Regions from separate parts of the Zea mays genome. Here region 2 is linked to region 1. A link is a contact called in public Hi-C data. All regions are on one chromosome and are shown on one strand. Each heading gives the region's core, a stretch centred on a gene start, on an enhancer-like site or on the middle of the called end of the contact. The rest is flanking DNA. Distances are from core to core; before and after follow the strand shown.

Evidence for each region. Hi-C and Micro-C count contacts between places; a contact is called where the count stands out from the background.
Region 2: a Hi-C map of leaf shows a contact between it and region 1, with 6 times the contacts expected there. The contact joins the promoter of LOC100285291 here to the promoter of LOC103648564 in region 1. A contact is called at or near these places in 6 of 25 Hi-C or Micro-C datasets (bundle sheath, ear, leaf and 2 more).

The regions. Positions count from the first base shown.
Region 1 is chr2:38,128,030-38,131,991 of Zm-B73-REFERENCE-NAM-5.0, forward strand. It overlaps LOC103648564 (kelch domain-containing protein 4), which reads right to left and starts at 1,980. Exons shown (of 21, transcript XM_020548261.2): 1 at 1,802-1,980; 2 at 1,587-1,725; 3 at 1,224-1,307. The coding sequence starts at 1,718.
Region 2 is chr2:38,344,097-38,347,873 of Zm-B73-REFERENCE-NAM-5.0, forward strand. LOC100285291 (BCL-2 binding anthanogene-1) reads right to left here and starts at 2,323. Exons shown (of 2, transcript NM_001158184.2): 1 at 1,966-2,323; 2 at 626-1,233. The coding sequence starts at 2,224. The coding sequence ends at 1,016.

The sequences.
Region 1 (3,962 bases), core at 730-3,229:
TCTTCACCACGAGGTTGTTGGCTTGTTGCGCTCCTCAATCTGCACGTGCAAGTTGTTGCCGTGCATAATATCCATGCCCTCATGCCCCACCTCCTCAATCTCAACTTCGCCTTCTATGCGAGATGGGACAAATCCTTCCTCCTCACCGTCGACAAGTTCTCCTCTTCGACGTCGCCAATGTTGTTGCAAAAGCTACCTGGTTATGTCACTCGTGTGAGTTGCACACTCTTTGTGCATATAACCTTGGTGTATTGTGACAACATCAACTGTCTACATGTCTTTGAACATCGTTCAACACCAGCACACCAAACATGTGGAGATCGATCTACATTTCGTTCGGGAGCGTGTTGCACTTGGCGATGTTCATGTCCTCCATGAGCCTACGACATCCCAATTATGGATGAAAATTGATACTTATTCGAATATCATTTTTTGTCTTCTTCTTTGATTGCGAATAAATAGGATATATAATCTGCTATGCAAATTCTTGTTTTTAGCATTGAGCCTGTAAAGATTCATAAAAGATAAACCTCAAATTTATCATATATCTTCTCAAATGATAGATATAAAATTCGGATATAAATAAGGATACGGATTCAGATATATATATTTTCACCTTTTTGTTGTAGGGAGCAAATAATGCATAAAACAATTTATGCAAAATTTCATTATTATTTGTAATATTGTGTTTTATAACATAAGAAAAGATCAACATCATCTTTCATAGATATCTATTTTAAAATGTTAAATTTGTCCTAACAATTCGGATATCCACTTTCATCCCTAATCCTAATTTGCCGACATATTCACCATGGGGCTGCATTCGTCAGTCTCCACGGAGTTTCGGTCCAATCTAAATGTTCAATCTACCAAGGATGTGATCGTGGGGGCGCGTTAGAGGGCCATATATGGCTTGCATGTATGGGTCCAGCGCCCAGGCATTAATGGCCAGCCGGCAATATGTATCTTTGGTTGGAGAGAATTGAGGAGACCTTGTTGGTGTTGTTTCTATAGATCACAAGATCTCCACACCCCTTGTGCAGTACCTCTCTCAATCAATCAATCCACTAATTCCACTCTACCTCATTTGCTTTCAGCGATAAGTTCAGACATGATAAATTCTAAGAACCCAACAAGACCAGCTGAATTACAGAAGTACCATAAGGCAGGTGCAGAAGTATGCTAATTTAATTCAGTCATTTGAAGCTTTGCGGTGCCTTTACCGAGCAATTGGACCGAGGAGATGGTGCGGGAACATTCTCCTCCACATGAACCTCCTTCTTCGCTTCTTCCTTCTGTATGCTCCTCTGAGTATAGACAGCAGAAGTGCATCAAATGGGGGAAAATACAAAGGTTGCAACTTGCAACTTATCAGATGCAAAGCAGCAATGCCACAAAATGCATGGGCAGCGAGTAGAGACAGAGCTGACCCGCAGCTAAAAACAACGCGGAAGGGTTCGAAAAGCCATAAATTCACGCAAGCATCAAAAGCGTAGCAGCGTAGATGATTTCAGCCGCCGCTGGTACGTGCTGGTACTGCAAAACGAAGCCGCGATGGAAAGAGGTAGGAAGGAGAGAACACCGACAAGGATGGCTTCGATGTCGTCCTCCTCGCCGACCTTGCGGGAATCCCGGCGGGCACGCTTCTCCTCGCCCTTGGCTGTCTTCCGCTCCGTCTTCTCCTTCCCCTTCCCAGGCTTCTTCTGCTTCTTCCCCATCCCCTCCCTGCAGGGGACATGGGCTCGGGTGTTCAGCTTAGTACAGCAGCAAGGGGATAGAATTCGCAAGGCGGCAGGCATACCTCGCGCGAATGCTCTTCGCCGGAAAGCGGCCGACGAAGACCTGTGCAACTGGCGTAGGTCGGCGGCGGCGCGAGGTGAACGGGAGAAGGAAAACGGCAAAGAGGTGCGAGTGCAGGACTAGGAGAGCAACTGTTCCGGCTTCCGGGCCTGTTTACATGTAGCTCCTCCGTGCGCTACTGGGCCGGGGTTTTTTTTCTTATTCACCAGCTTCACTGGAGATGGAAATGTGTACCCAAACCTAAATATCTAACGGGTTTTACCGTTTTACTCAATATGAAAACAGATATAAGATGATTTCTCTATTTACGGTTATGCTAATGGGCAAGAACATCTACCTGTTGCGTAGACGGTACAGATACAAGCTGTTACTACCTATAACCGACTATCCATGGGTAAAATATACTCGCATCAATGCCACTATAACTATCTAATAGAGCATATCTTAACTAAAATAAAACTCTTCTCTAGCTATCGTTTGTCTAGCTACCAAGTTATATAATCATATGATTTGTTATATGTGAAGTTGAACTTGTTTTTATATCTTTTAATATTTTGATTGATTGATATATTGGAATTTAAGACGTTTCTAGTGGGTAAAGGTTACCTGACGAGTAAAATTACCCGTCTGGGTATGAATATGAGTAAGATTTTATATTCACGAGTATATACGGGTAACCCAATGAGAGAATTTTTTTATGGATACAATTATAGAATGGTACCCAACGAATATGTACCCGTTGTCATCCTAGACAACCAACTCTAGAACTAGGCATAAAATAAGAGCTCGAAGCCTAAAGCACAAAATACCCAAGATAGTGTCCTTTTAGTCCGAAGCCTAGTAACCGAGTAGTTTCTACGCGTAACAAAACTCAATACCAATTTTAATTCGGATCTAATCTGATAAGACTCTGCGATACCGGAAATATCTGCTAGGCCCGATTTTTTTTCTGCACCAGCTACAGGGCTGGACGTGTACATACGGATGGAACATGCATGCCGATGCAAGGGATGCCCATGCGTAGGAGAAGCCAAATGCTGCATGCATGCCTTTGGCGGCCACCAATCTGTTGAAAACACTAATGAAGGATTATGTGGTCAAATATCGAATATAGTCCTAAGAGCTATCACGTATCTATATATAGAATCTGTACCCCTCATATGGAATAGGGATCAGAAAGAGGTCAGAGACTCAACCCTATATCTTGTGTCTCGTGTGTTTCCTCTATCGTGTTTATAAAAAGGGAGACGGGTTTTCTACAGCTTCCTGCGCCTCTACTGCTGACGGGAGGGAATGGAGCGGATCTGGTGATCCGTGGTAACGTAGTTCTCAACACGTTATCAGCACGCTCTACCTCAACGTTCCTGTGGGATCAGAGATCTGCATCAACTTTCCGTCAAACCGGCAGGTCCTCCGGCCTTGTCGAACTGTCCTACGCGACAGGCTTCGTTCCTATTTACTGAATCAAGACACATGGTATGTAATTTCTAGATCGGAACTACGGTTTAGTTCCAATCTAAAGTTTATTGCGGCTCAAAACAAAAATATCGATGTTGGGTGCCACGCACTCCCCCCACCACGCGCTGCCACAAGTCGCTGAGCCGACCTGTCGCCGGTGTCGCGTACTCGCGTGAACCGCCTCAGTGCGGCACTTCACAATCACAAGAAAGCCCGCTCACCTGTCGGCCCCGTCGGCCGGCCCGCGTGGCCGCGCGTTAGCACCACCCATCTCAGGCGTGGACACACCTTTCCCATGCGTAGCAAAACGCTGGCAATGGGCTTCAGTCGTCGGCCCCTTCACGCACTACAGTGATTGCCTGATTGGTGCGGGTGTCCGGTGCTATCCTTACTGCGAAAAAATGGATCACCACGCTCCCATACGCTCCTGGAGTCCCGATCTGGTTAAAACGGTAGCTGCCGTTGTCGGGGACCATAATTAGGGGTACCCCCAAGACTCCTAAATCTCAGCTGGTAACCCCCATCAGCACAAAGCTGCAAAAGCCTGATGGGTGCGATTAAGGTCAAGGCTCAGTCCACCCAAGGGACACGATCTCGCCTCGCCCGAGCCGAGCCTCGGGCAAAGGCAGCCGACCCCGGAGGATTCACGTCTCGCTCGAGGGCCCCCCTCAAGCAACGGACACACCTCCGGCTCGCCCGAGGCC
Region 2 (3,777 bases), core at 1,073-3,572, 220 kb after region 1:
CCAGATCAGCTCTCTTACCTTGAAATCGTAGAAGACCAATCTCTTTCCCAGTAATCCACATATTCAGAGAACACATAAGACACGGTATGTAGGGCCTCTTTTAATCTTCTATCTCTTATAAGGGTATATGTTCTTTTATATAGAGATGTGAGATTCGCCCATATAACCTTACTAGAGTTTCTTAATACTTCCCTTTGAACGAATACCGCGGTGAACATATGACTCATTAAAACTTCTAAAAACTCAGTGGAAAAATATATAGTACGGGAGTGGTGAGCGAGATAGAGTCATGTGACGGGACAATAGGGGCATAGGGCAGGCGATCTTCGCAAAGTCCAAAGCGGCTACTACCTCACAAATGTGGAGTACATGCATATAGAGTACGGTATATGCCATGCCACCACCAGGACAGCAGTGCTCCATGCAGCCCTTCGATCTACAGTACAGAGGGCAGTGTCAGTCGAGTGTCTGTTAGACTGTTTGTTCAGTAAATTCAGAGGTAGTCAGTTGCGTGGAAAATGTAGTAAATTCGGAGGTAGTCAGTTCTGTGGAAAATGTAAATTTGGCAGCCTCATGTCATTATTGTCAGCAGCATATATATAGCCAGACACACCCAATTCAGAGATTTTGAAGCAAGCACCTGACGAAACTGCACAATAATTAACCAAGGGGGTGAACGGAAGAATGTGTCCACATATCAGGTGCTGCTGGAGCCTGGGACTGGGAAGCCCTTCAATCAAAAGTCGAAACTGTACGTGTGTGGAGCTTGCTAGCTAGGCCAGTAAAAACTCAGCGTACGTGATTCATCTCTCTACCCTGCAAAAATGACAAAAGACACAGCTAAACATAAACAAAAACAAGCAGTGGCTTCTCTTCAACAGGCAGGCAGTCGTTCACCGACCCAGCTGAGCAGCCGAAAACACGATACTGGTTCGTTTACTCTCTCTCTCTCTCTCTCTCTCTATCATGCATCACAGTTAATTAGGGGGCGGGGGCGGCAAGCCTAAGCCTACTATTACACCCTGATGAAAGTCTGACGATACGCCGCCGTGAGCCCGGCCCGGAGCTTCATGTCCTTGAGGGCAGGGTCCTCCAGGAGCAGCACCTTGTCCATGTCCCTCACCCCGATCATGTGGAGGTGGTCGCCGTCCTCCCTCTCCTTGCCCCTGAACAGGAGCCTCTGCTCCCGAGGCTCCAGCCCTGTCATCTTCCACAGCACCGCCTTCAGCTCACCTGCAATCGTTTTTTTGCACGCCCACACTGCACGCGTTAAATAATTATTAGAATATATTTCTTCTACAATTGTGTGACAGCTCATCGCATGCTAATAGGTGGCGAACCGACGACAAGGGAGAGGAAGGTTCCACGCAGGATCGTCATCGTGCACTTGCAGGTAGCTATGCAGATCGACATATTGGTCATTGTGCAGAGACTGCAGACAAGCTAGCTAGCCCATGCCATTGTCTGTGTTTTCTATTGCTATGCTCCTACATGGACAGGCAGGACAACCCAGTGATACTTGTGGAGTTGTTGAGGGCTTGAGGGCGGGCCTGGTGACACTGCACGCACTCGTCAGTCATTTTATTGCTGAAGTAGGTGACGATGCTCGTGGAGTGGTGAACTCGCTCAGTCAGAAGGCCGGGTCGACAATAATGCCGATTAATTGGATCTGGCTGAGTAAACAAAACTATGTATAGCTAGGTTGTGTGGAGTAAATCTGTAGTATTATTGAGCTGTTTAGTTCTTGTGATCTTGTCGCAGCTAGCTTATTCTCACGCTTCCAGCATTAAGTGTAGTATCCATCAGAAGGATTCAGGAGACTACAACTCATCAATCAATTAATGGAGTCATGCATATGGCCTCTTTAATGACGTGCTACGAAAAAGATTGATTTCCATTCCTTTGTACAGCAGATAAGTACGAGAGAGATTTGGCGAGCAAATGAGTAGAGTACTGAGTACTGACCAAAAGTGCAGGTAGCCACGACGGAGACGTCGTGCCAGGAGAAGCCGGTGGCGACCCTCACGGTGATGACGTCCACGTGCCCCCTGCCGTCGTCCCTCTTCTGCACCAGCATGCCGCCCGGCCGGACCTCCCACTCGATCTCCCCGCCGCGGGCGCTGCCGGCGGCATCGCCGTCGCTGCTGCTGCTGCTGCTGGTAGTGCTGCTGCCCTTGGAGGAGCTCCTCCTGAACAGCTTCTTAGGGTACCTCAGCTTGATCATCTTCGTAACGACGGTGAGCTAGCTAGCTCTTTCTTGCAGTGCGTTACAGCTAGCAATGGAGTGTGCGGAGCAGATAGCAGCAGTGGAATGCCGGTGTGGCCGTAGAAGAAGGGTTCACTTTGCATATATAGGGCCGGGGTAGGAGGGAGGGGGAAGTAGTAGGAGGGGGACAGGGGGTCGGGTCGGCCTCTCGGCCTGCAAAGGACAAGCTTTACGAGCGTGCGTTTGTTTAAAAGAAATCCTCTCGCAAAGTGCCAAAGTCCAAAGCGGCAACCTCACCTCACAAAAGGCGCGACAACTTGGGTCTTGGGTTGGGTCAGTCCGGTCCGGTTTGCACAGGTCTGACAGGTGGGCCGCCGGTTCTCGCGCGCTCTCCACGTCTTTTTGCTCCAACACTCTGTACTGTACTGTACTGTACTGTACGTAGCACATGCAGTTGCCGACAGATTGAAGCTCAAAAAAATACACCGAGCGCGTCAATTAATGTGAATCTTAACGAACCGGGAACTTCTACTGACAGGAACGCACGCATGCAGCATGCATGCTCGCGGAACAGCCAGCTTTATCCCCGGTTCATAGAATCATAGTTCAGACATAGACTGGCTCGTCTTTAAATCATATCACACACCGTTTCTTCATGCACGCTTATTAGGAGAGATGCCAGATGTGTCTAGCTGCGTTTCACATCTGAGCCTTTGGACAGACACGAGAACCAAATGGGAGCTGTTTTTCACATCTGAGCCTTTTCACAGCTGCCATTAGAATAAAGAGGGTGGACGGAATATTGCCCTGCATGCGTTGCGCAACGCGACGCCCAAATGGGAGCTGGGAGAGTTGGCAAAGTGCACGCACGCATGGGGCCGCGCGCCCGCCCGCAACGCAGTGCATGCAGGAGCACGATGATGATTAGGGCGGGCGGGGCCGCCGTCCTGGTCGTCGTCGTCGTCGTAGGGCGCGAACCTACCGGAGTTTATTTATTCTAATAATGGCCGGCCGGCGGTTGGGCGCGCGCAAGTTTTCCGGCCGGTGTCCCGCGCCCGATGCTCGCCACTGATAAGACAACAAGCACACGCCTGCATAATTGCGCCTTCTTTGCATTTGTGTATTGAATATTTGATGAACAGCACAATAACAGGGAACGAACAAGAAAAATTAAGATGATGGGCGTGTGATGATTATATTAATTGTTCAGAGCTCGTACGTACGTCCGCTTCCTATATACCTGTTAGCTCGTTGTTTGTAGCTGAAATCTACTCCGATCCGATGCATCCAGTTGGCAAATATTACTCTCTTCTGGACAGCGATACCAATCTTCAAAACACTGGCACTGTACAGCAGCTAGTGTCAAATTTTCTATTAGGAACAGACATACATTCAAACGAAATTATGTTGTTTTATATATGCATGGAAGCGTTTTCAAAAGGCGAATCTGTACATACTTTGTCTTCAGGTTTATAGACTACATACTAGCTAGTCGATAAGTTATTCGTAATCAAAGTTTTTTTTTAAAAAAAGTTTGACTCGTATCCATTAATTAAACCTTGTTCCTACTG